Linked DNA regions of Triticum aestivum: region 2 is linked to region 1. Evidence: chromatin contacts called from public Hi-C data. All regions are on one chromosome and are shown on one strand. The core of a region is the stretch at or near the end of the contact, and the rest is flanking DNA. Distances in the headings are between cores, read along the strand shown. Region 1 holds the start of LOC123158832. Region 2 has its middle 31 kb from the start of LOC123181296.

What was found. A called contact is a pair of places that touch in the nucleus more often than the background predicts.
Region 2: a Hi-C map of leaf shows a contact between it and region 1, with 6 times the contacts expected there. The contact joins the enhancer-like site here to the promoter of LOC123158832 in region 1. A contact is called at or near these places in 1 of 5 Hi-C or Micro-C datasets (leaf) and 1 of 1 datasets of contacts at active chromatin or transcription factors (leaf).

The regions. Positions count from the first base shown.
Region 1 is chr1D:253,324,567-253,332,285 of IWGSC CS RefSeq v2.1, forward strand. LOC123158832 reads left to right here and starts at 4,928. Exons shown (of 2, transcript XM_044576666.1): 1 at 4,928-5,473. The coding sequence starts at 4,928. It overlaps LOC123181295 (SH3 domain-containing protein 2), which reads left to right. Exons shown (of 10, transcript XM_044593554.1): 1 at 1-41; 2 at 170-283; 3 at 379-448; 4 at 525-676; 5 at 1,748-1,849; 6 at 2,599-2,799; 7 at 2,898-2,960; 8 at 3,074-3,229; 9 at 3,338-3,412; 10 at 4,174-4,594. The coding sequence ends at 4,290.
Region 2 is chr1D:253,533,326-253,541,044 of IWGSC CS RefSeq v2.1, forward strand. No RefSeq gene overlaps it. Among protein-coding and RNA genes, the nearest start is that of LOC123181296, 31 kb to the left of the region's middle. Within about 2 kb of position 3,041, at least 4 of the 8 cell types and tissues checked have an H3K27ac peak or open chromatin away from gene starts, as enhancers often do. A contact at or near this core is called in leaf, where this site is marked.

The DNA.
Region 1 (7,719 bases), core at 3,678-6,177:
AGGCATCCAAGCTCCGAGAGCAGGTCGCCCGGCAGCAGCAGGTGAGCACCGCGGCACCGCCCGCTCAGGATTCGTGTCCGTTTGCCCCTTCGGATGTCGCACGAGGACCCCCTCGAGATCTCGTCTTCTGCCGCTAGGTCCTGAACGGCCGCTCCCGTGTCTGTCGCAGGCCGTGCTGAAGCAGTTCGGGGGCGGGTACGCGGACAGCGTGTTCGCGGACGAGGGCGAGGCGCAGCAGCACTCGAAGCTCGAGAAGCTCTACATCTCCACGCGCGCCGCCAAGGTAAGACCAACAACAACTGTTTCCTCCCAGTTCGTAATGCTTCGCCCCTCCTATTTTTTGCTTACAGTTTGGTCATTTTTCCACTTACATTGCAGCACTTCCAAAGGGATATAGTTCGTGGGGTCGAGGGCTATATCGTCACAGGCTCGAAGCAAGTCGAATTAGGTACTGTTGTTGCTGGCTTGCTGCAATGCATAGCCAATTCTGAATTTGGCGCGTAATCCGTGTTATGGTTTCACAGGCAATAAGTTATGTGACGATGGCAAGAAGTATGGTGTTGAGAATACCTGTACCAGTGGGAGTACATTGTCGAGGGCAGCGTTGAGTTTTGCGAAGGCGCGATCCCTGATGGAGAAGGAACGGGCAAACCTGCTGAAAGCGTTTGGCACCCAGGTATTGTCCCTTTTTGGTTTCAGCCCAGTAATAACCTATAAAAACATAGGGGAATTATGTACGCACAATGTAAAGTTCGTTTTCTATGCGTTACATGTTGGTTTTATTTTTATTTCAGTAGACACGACTAGTGGCAATTGCCAGCCGGCTGATGATCTGATTTTCGTCACCACTTGTCATCATTTCAGTGGTTATATTTAAGTTGTGTGGGAACAAAAACACTGTCATCTTCACTTTTTTTCCGTTACGTACTGTATTGATAGGGTAGTAATTAAGAAATATATGCTAGTATAATTTGTCAGTGGCCTGGCGGCTGGCGCAGTGGTGAAGTACTCCCCACTTGTGCCAAGAGGTCCTGGGTTCGAACCAACCTCTCTTCATTGCACTGTGCAGGTGTAAGGCTCAATGTTCAGGATATCGGTAACTGGTACCATATCGGTCAGGTGCTGAGTAGGGATAAATGGGCGAATTTTCCAGTTAATCGGCCGATAAATCAGTCAATTGGCTATTCGGCGACTCACCGAGTAGCGATTAACTGACTGAGATGCTGATTAACTGGCCCATATTTGGAACAATAAGGCTTGCCTTGTATAATCGTTCTCCAGACCCCACCTGGTGTGGGAGCTTATAGCACTGGGTCTGTCCTAATTCCTAAATGGTGTCCACCTAGCTTTTCTGTTGTTTATGAAACTGAGGTTTCCACCGAATATAGACCTCGAGCGGAGCTGTTAGTTTCAGAACCTTCCTCCCAACATCTTATTTTTCCTTCTAAAATAGGAAAATGCTAAATAGAAGATAGAAAAGTGGGAAAATAGAGTGGGACTATAGTTTTCTTTTTGACCTGTGTTCTCTGTTGGTGATATTATGTCTTGATGCTTTTCTTTTTGTTCGTGGAAAATCTCACATCCGTAAAAACTGTTATTAAGACTTAATTATCCATTACCATGTGCAGGCTAATAAGAAATAACTACCTTATTCTGCTATGAATTTTACTAATCATAACATCCTTCCAACCTTGTTTGTTTATATTACCCAACCTGCATATTTGTGACTAATGGTCAATATTTTCAGGTAGCAGAGCCACTGAGAGCCATGGTGATGGGAGCTCCTTTGGAAGATGCTCGTCACCTTGCCCAAAGATATGACAGAATGCGTCAAGAAGCTGAAGCACAGGTTACTTCACTATGAAATATCATATTCCGACATGCTTACATTTATCTCTTGTCTCCAATGGCTATAGAAACATTCATTTCCAAGTTACTGTTGACAATTTGAAATATATACAATAATATGGCATAGAGAAATTATGGTATTACTCAGAAGATGTACCTTGTAAACCAGTAATATCTCTAACAAAATGTCAGATGATTTGAAATTTTTCTTTGCTGAAAAAATGGCATATCTATTTCACTAAGTCCACAGTTGTTTTACGAGGAAAACAATGTGGAGCACTGCCCCATACAAGTCACTGTTTTTATGTTTCATGTATAGCAACAATAGAAGTCATTCAGCCATTTAAACAGATCAGCATCTCATGTTCTGTTTATTTTGTGCTAAAATCTGACATCTAAAAGTAGACCAGTTTACTTCCAGTTGACTTGCATTTCTTGGGTACATAGGGAGCAGACGAAATAGGTGAGATGCTTGACTTAATTGAGCATTTGTGCAGGGAGTTGCAATTGTTCTCGCACATAATTTTTATTTATTTGATTTGCCATGCGAAGTTGCCGTGTAAATGAAAAATGAAAATACACATCAGTACATCACTTCCCCATAAATGGACTTTTGAACTGTTTCTTGGCCATCTACGCTTCCTATTAGTTTCTTCCCACTATTCATTTGAACATCACTCTGTCATGTTATACCACATTCTTTTTCTTGTTGCTACAAGAGACTTAGCAAGGTATCCATGGGTTCTGCAGGCCATTGAAGTTTCAAAGCGCCAAATGAAATTAAGAGAGACATCTGGAAATGGTGATATGATTTCAAGGTTAGAGGCTGCTGAGTCGAAGCTGCAAGAGTTAAAATCAAATATGGGGACTCTAGGCAAAGAAGCTGTTGCAGCAATGACTGCTGTTGAAGCCCAACAACAAAGGCTGACATTACAACGACTTATCGCGATGGTATATTTAATCTTTGTTTAGTTGAATCACTTGATCATTTTCTCGTTTGCCTTAAGCTCTACTATTGCTTCAAATGACACTTGATGGCTTGACTGAAGGTTGAATCTGAGAGAAGTTACCACCAAAGGGTCCTACAGATTCTGGATCAACTTGAAAGAGAGGTACTGATTCATTGTATAGGCATTGTAATCACACTTACAGAACAGACAAACTTGTATATCGTCAAGAAAGATATTTGTTTTGTTATCATGATTCATAACTATTTATTTTGCAGATGGTATCTGAGCGACAAAGAATTGAAGGAGCACCTCCTCCAGTCATTGAGAATTCTATGCCACCGCCACCCGCATATGAAGAAGTTAACGGTATATTCATGAGGACTCCAACAGTTGCAGAATTGGTGGAGACAGTGGAGCACTTCCTGGCTGAGGTAACCAATTATTACTTTCATCGTAATGCAGCTAGCCTACTAGTACTAATTTGTTTTATCTGTTGGGATTTTCTTTTTAATTGCTATACATGGCCATCTTTTCGTCAGGCAATCCAGTCATACCGAGCTGAGAGTGAAACTGAGCTCAACCTGTCAACTGGCGACTACATAGTTGTCCGGAAGGTACTTCCTTCTCTGTACTACATAGTTCCACTCTGCTACCAGGCTCTTTGCTGGCGGCAAATTTGACAAAATTAACCTGTGGACGAAATCAAATCACAGAATGAACTGTCCGTGAAACTATTTCACGCGGCTGACCTTTTTGTGTGACGCCCGACACGAAGGCGTCACACTACACTGTGCAACGCCTCACAGATAGGCGCTACACGCCTGGCCACCGTTGCACCCCAGACTGCCTAAAAATTGCTAAGTCATTGTGCAGAGCCTAAGAGCTAGGCGCTGCACTGTATAGTGTGGCGCCCAGCTCTCAGGCGCTGCACTAGTGGTTGCACTACAAAATGAAGCAACCACTAGTGCAACGCCTAGAAGCTAGGCGCTACACTGTATAGTGTGGCGCCTAGCTCTCAGGCGCTGCACACTGACTTAGTAATTTTCGGATCACACGGGTGCGACGCTGGCCAGACGTGTAGCGCCTATCTGTGAGGCGTTGCACAGTGTAGTGTGGCGCCTTCGTGTCGGGCGTTACACAAAAAGGTCAGCCGCGTGAAATAGTTTCACGGACAGTTCATTCTGTGATTTGATTTCGTCCATAGGTCAAATTTGTCAATTTTGCCTTTGCTGGCAGCAGCAACTCTGCTGCCAGCAGCAACTCTGCTGCCAGCAGCTTGAATGCTTGGTCACTTTGCTGAATTTTCTTAGTGCCTCGTCCTTGTTGCAGTCAAATTCAACTATTCTAAGCTTGTGCTGATAACCTCCTTAATCAGGTGTCAAACAATGGGTGGGCTGAAGGTGAGTGCAGGGGGAAAGCTGGCTGGTTCCCTTCCGAGTTCATCGAAAAACGGGACCGTGTACTGGCGAGCAAAGTCGCCCAGGTCTTCTAGAAGTTCATTGAGCCATACATGTCCCTGGCGTTGTACAATGTGCATTATGATGTTCTATCGTCTCCAAAGACGTTGATCAGTGAAGAGCTCGTGGAAATTCCTTTGGTTCTATATATGTTCTTTTTGTCGAGACATGTCCCTGTCGGATGGCTTGTTGGTAGCTCTGTGCACTGTTGTTCATCTTCATCCTCCCCTCAAATATGACACTGACTTGACCATTTTTTTGAGAATTTTTTGTGCGGGGACCCAAAGTATATATATATATATGTCAAGGAGGAATCCATCAATGTTTCAGAGCACCAAAGGCTTTTTTTTATAAACATTCAGAAAATCCAGACCATTCTCGATCTGGAGATTCTTTTTCAAATCCAATGGAAACTATCGAAATAGTCTTTCATCCCGCTTTTTTGTAGACAAATAACTGAATCCAACGGGAATCTAACAGTTCCGATCTAACAGTTCCGTATGAAATTCTCTAGAAATTCCCTGTGTTTCTCAGATCGTAGTGTTTGTATGGCAACCTAGAACTGTTAACCTGTTGACAACAAACAGCGGGAAATGAGTGTAGTGTTCTCGTTTGAATGGCACCGAACTTCTATCAGACTATGGCAGGTGGGGCCCGAGCCAGGAGTTCTGACGAATTGCTTATCTCCTCCCTCTCGCCCTCTGCCTCTGCAGTTGCGGCTTGGCAGTCACCACCCGCCTGCTTATCCCCTCCCGAGTTCATCGCCTCCTCGGCATTCCGTCGAACACCATGACGAGCGTTGCGGCGGCGGTCGCCCTCCTCCGCCTCCCTCTCGCCCACCTCTCCTCCCACCTCCGGTCGCTCCCTTCCCGTCCCGTCCCGTCCGCTCGCCTCCGCCTCTCCGCCCCCCACCGCCCTCTCTGCTCCCTCCTCACCAGCGGCCACGGCCTCGCCGTAGCGGCCGTGTCCGAGGCGGTGGTCGCGGCGGATGAAGAGGAGTTCGAAGCGACGGAGGAGCAGCAGGAGGAGGCGCCCCCTTCCTTCGTGCTCCCGCGGCTGCCGCGGCCGAAGCTCGACGTGAAGGAGCGGAAGGAGCTCGCCTCGTACGCGCACGGCCTCGGCAAGAAGCTCAAGTCGCAGCAGGTGGGGAAGGGCGGCGTCACGCCCAACCTCGTCACCGCCTTCACGGACAACCTCGAGTCCAACGAGCTCCTCAAGGTGCCTCCCCTCTCTCCTCTTGTTGCTGCGGTTAGTGCTGCCTGCTAGAAAATTGCGTATGATTTCAGTTATATGTCAAGCAACTACTAGCATGCTACTAATGCATTCGCCGGGAAATGGGGATTAATGTTATAGACTCATAATAGGGTTTCGTTCTTTATCAGGTGCATAGCAACCAATGTCCTTAGTCCAGTTCATAACCTTGTTTGAATTGAGTGTGTGCCGAGAACTGCCTTCGCTTTATGTTCATGTCGAATTTCACAAGGAAATGTATGAAGAGGAGCAGCGATCATTAAAACCAACTCCTCTTTATTGGATAGTTCTCGTACCACCTCTTTTTGAGGACCTGCATGTTTTTTGAGGGAACGACATCATGGAAGCTTTATTAATCATAAACCATACTTACATTATCCATGAGGAAAGGCACAGTAAAACTAGGGGGATTCTCCAGCCACACATCTGGCGCCTGGTGGATGAGTCGACGCAAACCTAGCTAGCTCATGAGCCACTACATTGGCTCCTCACGGGCAATGCTCAAAGATGACCTTCCCAAAATCACCAAGGAGATCAATACAGTCCTTGTAAATAGCATACCTGCGACAGCAGCTAGATGTCCAGGTTCATATCAGCTAGAACCAATGAGTTCATAAAACGAAGTCAGCTATAACCATCTATGTTCCTATGCATCCCTTGAGTCCCAAATCTTCCATAGAATGGAGAGGAGCACCTTTGGCCAGATGGAGCCATCTAATTGTTGGGGTGGCCGGGCATTCCAGAAGTCCTGGTTTGAAGGTCCTGGGGCGATGCCCAGTTGTTCCAAAATCTGCATGGACTTCGGACGGCCGATGAAGAGGTGAGAGGAGTCTTTGGAGTAGTGGCCGCACCGTGAGCAGCAGCTGTTGGGGGAGATTTTTTTGCGGAACATGTTTTCCTTGGTGTTTAGACAGCCGCAGAATAGTAGCCATCCGAAGATTTTCACCTTATTAGGAGCCCTGCTGCCCTAAATGAGATCGGCGTAGTCAACCTCACTGTCCTCATGCAAGATTAGGTCTTATGCATTATTGGAGGAGAAGCCATGGCCATGGTTGAGAAAGTGTTGATCTGGCTCTTCGTTGAACTTGAAATCCTGCATCAGAAGCAACAAAACTTCTAGCTCGTTTGACACCACCAAGGTAAGGTGATTCCGCAGTTTAGATTGTAATCCGAGTTTCAAGATCACGGAGACCAGAATGTCAGTGCGTAAGTAAGGAGTTGGTGTATAGGTTCGGGAAGGCTTTTTCGATTGGTTGGTGTAGTAGCCAGGTGTCATGCCAAAAGAACGTAGTGGCGCTGCAGTTTGTGACGACAAAGGAGATTGTTCTGGAATAGCCAGAATGCCAAGGTATTTCGTGACCAGCGCATGCCCCCTGCTGCGGTTGCTTGTAACATCGCTGTGGATGTCAAGTTGTGGGGCTGGAGATGCTCGCGTCCCATCTGCAAATCGATCCTTGAATCCTGGGTTCAAAACTTCGCTGCTTTTCTGTAGTTTTTCTGCCTGTACGGTCAACCCCCCTGCCTTCCTCTGGGATGGGCTTGCGAACCCTTGTATTGCTGATGTTTCGCCGCATGATCGGCTAATGAAAATGACAAAATGTTCAGGTGGGCTTGTGGTGACCCTAAAAAAAGGCAGGAGATGTTTTGGAGGGTAATTGTGTGTTTATAATTTTATCGAGGAAGGAAGGTTTTGCCCGGGGGATGGTCATGGAGTTTGGGTGTTGGGAGTGGTACCAAGTGATCCAAGGAAGAACCTCATCGGAAAGGATTTTGAAGGAAAAATTCGTAAGGCAATTATTTTGGATATGAAGATTTTTTATGCCTAAACCACCAATTCGGTTTATGTTTGCAAACATTTTTCCAGGCAATTAAACATTTAGCACCAGTGCATGTGTCATCAGCAGCCCAGAAGAAGGCACGTCTAATAGCGTCAATAGCCTCGATCACTTTCTCCCGGAGAGAGAAAATCAACATACGGTAAATAGCAAGAGAGTCAAGTGCTGATGAAAGTAGAACCAGCCTTCCTCCTTTGGAAATGATTTTAGCTCCGCAACCAGATAGGTATTTGTAGCATTTTAAAATGATAGGTTAGAAGGTAGATGCTGGTAGTCTAGAAGAAGAGAGGTAGTCCAAGGCAAGTTTGTGGGAAAGAAGAAACATCGCTATAACAGAAAATGGTTTGATTATGCTCTTCAAGATTGTGCCCAGCATGC
Region 2 (7,719 bases), core at 1,791-4,290, 210 kb after region 1:
ATTCCCAACAAACGTTTGTTGGTTAGCATTTTCGGAAAATAAACAAGTAGGGAGAATGGTTGTCATTAGATCATAGATAATTAGTGGAGCACTGCTAGGGCAACTTTGGATCATGGGATTCAGTAACATGTGAAAAAGAGCACGCATGAAACTGCGAAGTGTATGAAGAAGACACGTAATTTCAAATATGGTTGTACGGATAGAGTTGAGGATATCTCAACTGAGAAAGATGTGAAGAAAAACCACAATTTCAAAAATTGTTGTACGGATAGGGTTGAGGATAACTCAACAAGAGTGTCTTCATCCTGCACGGATAAGTATAAGAAGAGGTTGGAGTGTACATCGAATCGAAATTTCTAAAAATATAAGGTGTAGCACAAACATATAAATATTTAGGTGACAACTTTCCTTTGTGTTACAGTGACAACATTCCTTTGTGTTACAATATAGAAAAAAGAGTCAATTACACCACAGGTGCTTGAACTTGGCAAGAAAAGTTAGTTTGGTGCTCAAACTTGCAGCATACATTGAACCGGTTACACAACTTGGCTTAAGCGTGCATCTAGGGTGCTAACCACGTTTGTATACGCTCAACATGCAGACGAGGCGCGCCAACGTGGCGTAGGACCCACTGTCAGTGTCCGGAAAGGCAGGGATGGGCGTCTGACTCGGGTTTTTGCAGAAACCACCCTGAATTTTTCTTCATCACGAAAGAGCCTCTTGATTTTGTTTCCTAAAACAACAATGAGGCCCATCCGTCACGAAACAGTACAAAAATGAAACTAACATGCAAAAGTAAAGGGTTCGAACAGGCGAGCTCATCCTAACAAGCCGAAGGTGCTAGCCACCCCGCCAAGTCACTTATGGGGTAACATGCAAAAGAGCTTCTTGAAATAATACTTGAATATTTAATAGGATAACATTGACATTCTTCTACGTAAGAACATTTTTTAGAATTATGTGGAGGTTATTTTAAATAATAATATTTTTGGAATTACATGAACATTATTTTAAGTAATTATATATTTCAGAATTACATCATCATTATGTTAAATAAGAACACATTTTTAAAATTACATGAAAATTGTTTTAATTTTTTTATTACTACAAGAACATTATTTTAAATAAGTTAATTTATTTGTATTTATAATCTTTTTAATTTACATGTTTTTTACAAATGTATGAAAAAAAACTAACATGTGAAAATGGCCCGCGGTGATTGCAGCCTAGTTAAGCCCTATGTGCATGCTTGTCTATAGGTCATTAGTTATCCCACTTGTACAGCAAGTGGTGCTGGCTAGCCTGTCTGGACTAGCGGTAATTGTTACCCGCAAAAAAAGCGGTAATTGTCATACTGACAAAATTTAGGCGCTTTTTGTGAGAAAAAATAAAAATACCAGGGTGTTTTCAGAAGAAAAAAAATCAGGCCACACGCCCGTCCTGGCCTCCTGGTCACTCACATTTGGTCCCACGCCACGTTGGCGCGCCTCGGCAGCATGTTGTGCGTATACAAAACATGATTACCACCGTAGATGCACGCCCAAACCAAGTTTTATCTCCGGTTCAATGTATGTCACAAGTTTTAGCACCAAACTAACTTTTCCTGCCAAGGTCGGGTACCTGTGGTGTAATTGACTCTAGAAAAAATATAGACCAGCAGGGGAGGAGCCCCGTGGTATTTTAATTAAGGAGGGTGTCAGAAACCAAATTTAAATCCGCAAAATAATATCTACGCACGGGATTCAAACTCGTCTATGCTAAGATGCACTATTTTTTTATTAAACTAGATAGTTTTCTATATGGACTCACAACTAAAGCCGTCTCTGTATTGACATCTCTTTATTATTTTCTTTTTTGGCAAACAGGCAACTCATGTGCAATGACAACCGTTATTTGCTCCTTCCATGTGTTGTGGGGAAGAAACAGGGATGTCCGAGAGAGATGTCATGTTAGACACGGACAAACAAACCCCACATAAACTCCACTTCTCTTCCTCCTTCCCCCGAGCCAGTTACCCCCTTGCTCTCCCCTTCCCGCCTACCCGCCGTTGAACCACACCAGCCACCCCTCCCGCATGGCGATGGGCCGCAACAAAAACCAAGATGAGGTCGAGCGCTTCAGCGTGGCCTGACTATTCAGAGGAGGGGAGACCGACCCATCTTTGATCTGCAGTCTCTGCCTTCCGTTGCCCTCAGATCGCCATCATCGTCGCACGTCCTCCCGATGCCATAATCCGGACACGCTCCCTCATGCTCACCGGAATTCATAATTTGTGCTTTCAAGCTTATCTAAGGGATCTGTGGGTCCTTCAGGACCGTACCTCTTGTTCAAAACAAAGTTCGCGATTAAAAACCCAATTGACACTATAATCAAGTACGGATTGTCATCGCTTTGGCAGTTCGTTGGGCTTTTTTGTGTGAAAAAACTTCTGATTTATTCATATGCAATGACGACGGTACAAATAATAAAAAATACGTACGGATCTGTAGACCATAGTTCGTTGGGCTTTTAAGTATCTGCAATTCTACACTTCGAGTCAAATGATATCTAGAAAAGATTCCAAAGGTTGGATTTTTTTTTTAAACTCAACAATTTTGGGTGATGCACATAGCGCCAAAACGAAGATATCCTCATTGGATATATTGGCTGGCTTCCTGCCTGCTAGTCCTTGAACATGCATTTTTAAACCAAGCGCATGCTTAGTTGCGATCGGCCACCAACTCGGTTTGGCATCATTTGTAGTGAAAAGTTGTACCCGTATTCATTTTTGTAGTATCAGAACACAAACAAACAAGTAGTACTACACTGGCCAATGATTGTAGGACGGCGTATTAGATAAAATCGCTAATCAAGAGGGCCAAAGTGCTAGTGGTTCCGTGGAGTAGTGATCACTCATCTCTCGGTGAGACCGATAACGAAGAACGGCTTGCCCACCGGTACCGACGTGACGGCGTTCGGGTGGCGCTACCACTCTATCTTCCTCACGGCCGGGGCCCTCGATATTGATAGATGGATCGCCGTCCCCATCCATCGTTGTCACGTGTGCAGCCGGTGAGGAACTGAGGATCAGTACGTGTGGCTGCCGCACCTGCGACGTCAGTTGCACAGTGGACCTGCTCGTGGACGGCGAGCTGGGTCATACGAGTGGATGACCGGCGCGCGTCCCACGATTATTTTAATATAGTGCAGATGCAGACGATTCATGCATAAGCACAGTGCAGCACACCCTTCTTCCATGAGTATCTTTATAAAAGATTAAACTGACACATCATTTTAAGATTAACGAAATCATTATAAGCCACTTTATAATCGACGAAAACGTCTAAATCCGCTTACTGCAACCGCATACATTGTAGATTTAATTATTTTTAATTTTGCATCAGCGTGCAACTGCATGCCCACCTGCCATGCGCAGCTAAAGTAGCATGTCCGTCGACTGTGTGTAACTGCATGTTCATCGATTGACTGTAGCTGCAGTTGCATGCCCTATGACCGTGCGCAACGTCCTTTATGTATACATAAATAAATAGGATGGCGAAACAAAATTTGAAAGGAGAATATTTGTTTGAAAGAAATGCCCAAAAATCACATGCTGATGCCATCTAGATTACTCAAAAATCTCAGGGGTATCTCAGAGGCACCAGAATGGGCGTATGCCCCCAATAGAGTTTTGCATAAATCTATGTAGGGGAGCGGCGTACGTGACCCGGCGTGGGGTATCTCAGAGGCACCAAAAATAGGAGCATCATCCTCCTCCAAGAAAAGGAAACGAGATTGAGCCTGAAAGGGCAGGAGACTTGCGGCGTTCACGTCACGCTCAGTGCCTCGCACTAGCCACCGTATGTCTCAGTGAAGATCGTCTGAACGTACGACGCCCCTGGTCATGTGGCCACCAAACCTGACGTAACGCGCGCCGAGGGTAGCAAACACTCGCCTTTCCTGTTTCAACGGGGAGGGAGCCGCCGAGGACCAGTAATCAGGTTTGGATTGAGAGCGAGTCCGTGCGTGGGCGTCGTCCTCGATCCATCGGCATATCCTCCGCGGGAGGTAACTTGTGGGAGGCACGCACGTACGCCGGCCGGCCGGTCGCGGCGGGAAATTATTGTCCGAAAAGGTAGGAGAAAAGCCGATGGCGGCGTCCATTGACGAACGAGCCGCGGAGCGATCCTTCTCGATCGACATCCTTGCGCCTTGCATCTTGATCGCCGAGGCTATTTGCGCCAGCAGCTCCAAACGATCAAGAATAAGTTGAAATGTTGGTTGCCACATACGTAAGTGAAAACTGACGATCGATGTGACGAGATGTTGAGCTCTGACGTTATCCCCGCTTGGACACTGTTGAATGTTGAGGGGGAAGTCGATGTAGAGGCGCCAGAGGCGAGATTCGCAACTGTGTGCAATGAAATTTGGGTTTGGTGAGACAGCGATCGATGCAATCTCGCTGCATTTTTTCCGCATACCTCTTAATTTCTTCTGCCAATTTCCTGTATGACGCTTACGTTTTTCACAAAAGTTGACATTTGGAACTTTGAATTTGAGGCCTAGTACCGCCATGCACGCAACCGTGTAGACTTGAAGAAAACTCAATTTGTGGTGATATGGGATTCGACTGCCGTCGTGTATGTGACGTTGATCGGGAACTCCTATTTGCCGAATAGACGACCATTCGCACAAGGCGCGCCCGACTGGGCCGGCCCATTCGAGTTAAACTGTGCCGGTCGAAAAATGAGCAAAAAGAGTTAATTACAACACAGGTGCTAGAATTTGGCACAAATAGTCACTTTAATGCTAGAACTTGTGATGTACATATAAATGGTTCAAGAACTTGGCTTGACGATGCAAATACGGTGTGGTATACGCCTGCTGCGTTGACTAGGTGCGCCAGCTCGGCATGAGGCCCACTGTGAGCGACACGAAGGGGATGGCAGGGCAGGGCGTGTGGTCTGTCTTTCTGCAAAAAGCACCTTGATATTTTTTTTTCTCTCGCGAAAATATTGCTCCAGAGAAATTGTACATAAAAGAAAAATGTTAGTCCTGAGATTCAAACTCACGACCTACAGGTTACCTGAAGAAATTGTACATAAAAGAAAAATGTTAGTCCTGAGATTCAAACTCACGACATACAGGTTACCCGTGCGGTTGGCTATCCAGCACACCGAGTTGGATTTGACAAAACATTAAGATATATAAGCTTTATATACTTTAGGCTGAACAGTATAAATTAAGAACTTTAATCCCATAAACAAAATACAACTTCTTTTTTGTACGTCTCTTGTTCAAAAAGTATAATTACACTATGCATAGTTCAAAATACAACAAGTTAAATACCCTGGCATACCAACCCAACACAAGACGTCTCTTGTTTAAAAAGTATAATACGCTATGCATAATTCAAAAAGCTCATGTCATATTAAAGAGAATTCATGTGTTATTTAAAATATATTCATACAATTTAAAGTATTTATGAATTATAAAAAATTATATGATTTAAATAGTACACATTCAGAATCTGCAATCCGATGGCACACTAGGCTCGTATTTATTTTTCATACATATTTTATATTTAATTTTAGTTAGAATTATGTAAAAAAAATAGAAAACACATTTTTTTAAACATGAAATCTTTTTAAAACAACCTAACATTTTCTTAAACCATGATCAGTTTTTTATTAAATTCATAAGTTAATTATGTGGATCTTTGTTAAATTTAGTACGGGGATATGTTTTGATGTTATATCAACATTTTTAATGTAATTTATTTTATTTATATGTATATTATGCATAACACATCATTATAATTTACAAATATTTAAAATGCAAGAAACTAAAAAGTTGAAATTGTCTGCACTGACTACAATTCAGTTTAGCCACACGTTCGTTTTGTGTTATAGTCATAAAATTTAATTATATGGATTTCTGTTAAATTAGTACATGGGCATGTTTTGATGTTATACGAACATTTTCAATGCAGTTTATTTTATTTATATGTATATTATTTATAACACATGATTATAGTTTACATAATTTTACAAAATTTTAAAAATGTTGAAAATGGTTGCGCTGACTGCAATTCAGTTTAGTCACACGATTGCGTTGTGTTATATTCATAAAGTGTAACTTACATCAAAATAAGTTGCCTTGTCAGTTGTGGTGGAATGCCCGGCCACTTATTTACCATGAGGTTCCTGGTTCGTATGTCTGATCATGCACTAATTTTTGGGATTAAAATTGTTCAGTCGGAATATATAAAGGATATGTATCCTAAGTGACAAGAAGTCTGCCTAGGTGTTCTGGCTAGAACCTGTTCACGCAATCCGCAAGTTGCCGGTTCAAACCTCTAGTGGACCATTTTCTTTTTTGTACTTTTTCATAAGAGAAAAAAATCAATTTTCTTTTCTGTACTTCTTGGTGAAAGAAAAAAATATCAGGGGCTTTTCACAAAATAAACACACGTCCAGCCCAACGCTTTCGGCCACTCAAAGTGGGCTCCTTGCCATGCTGGAACGCCTGGTCAGAGCTGCAGGCGTATACAACGGCGTATTTGCATCGTCAAGCCAAGTTCTTGAACCACTTATATGTACACCACAAGTTCTAGCACTAAAGTGACTATTTGTGTCAAGTTCTGGCACTAGTGGTGTAATTGACTCGAGCAAAAACTTAATGGCCCTTTCTAGAATTTGAACAACAAACCTACTGCTTGTGCACGAATTTGACTAACCAGTCCACCCACTCAATGTTGTTGACGTAAGAAGCAGAGCAAATCTAAAGAACTAAATTTAGCAGCGTAAACTAAACATTACTTAAAAAATTGCAAACGTTGTTTGAAATTTTGAACACTTTAAGTTACAAATAACTTTTAACAAACCCAAACAATTTTAGAAATTTCTCATCAACTTTCGGAATTATGAAGAAAATTTTCAAATTCCTGAAAATTTGTTTCAAAACGTGAATGGTATTCGAATTTGTAAACAAAAGTCGAAAAATGGAGCATCATTAAAAATCTGAACAATTTATTTAAAACTAGATTTTTTTAAATTTCCAGAACATGTTTTGAAAATGTGAACTTTTCTGAATTTGTGAACAAAATTTGGAAACAGGTAACAAATTTAAATTCAGAGCAAAAAAATTAAACTGAGAACAATTACAAAAATCCTTTAAAAAATTGAAAAATTGAAACTGTTTTATATAGGTGAACAAAAAATGGAAACGGACTGTATTTCTAAACCTTAGAACATTTTTCGAAAATGTGAATGTTTTTCGAATTGGTGAACAAAATTTGAAAACGGAGACAACTTTTGGAGTCCAGAACAAAATTATGAAACTGAGAAAAATTAGGTAATCCCGAATTTTGAAATAGGAACATTTTTTAAAAATCCCTTACAAAAATAATAAATGCGAACAATTAAAAAAACGAACATTTTTTCAAACTACCCAAAAAATTAAAAATAGGAACAAATTTTGGAAGTAGGAACAATTTTTTAAACTCCAAACCAAAATTCAGAACGCAAATAATTTTTGAGAACGCGAACATTTCTTGAAAACTGGAACATTTTCTGGAACTCCCGAACAAAATTTTGAAAACACGAACATTTTTTGAAAAAGGGACATTTTTTGAATTTCGTGAACAAGTCTTTTTGGAAAACATGGATTTCTTCAAAACTCTGCAACTTTTGAAAAAGAGAAAAAATTGACAAATAATAAAGCAAAAAGAAACAGAAA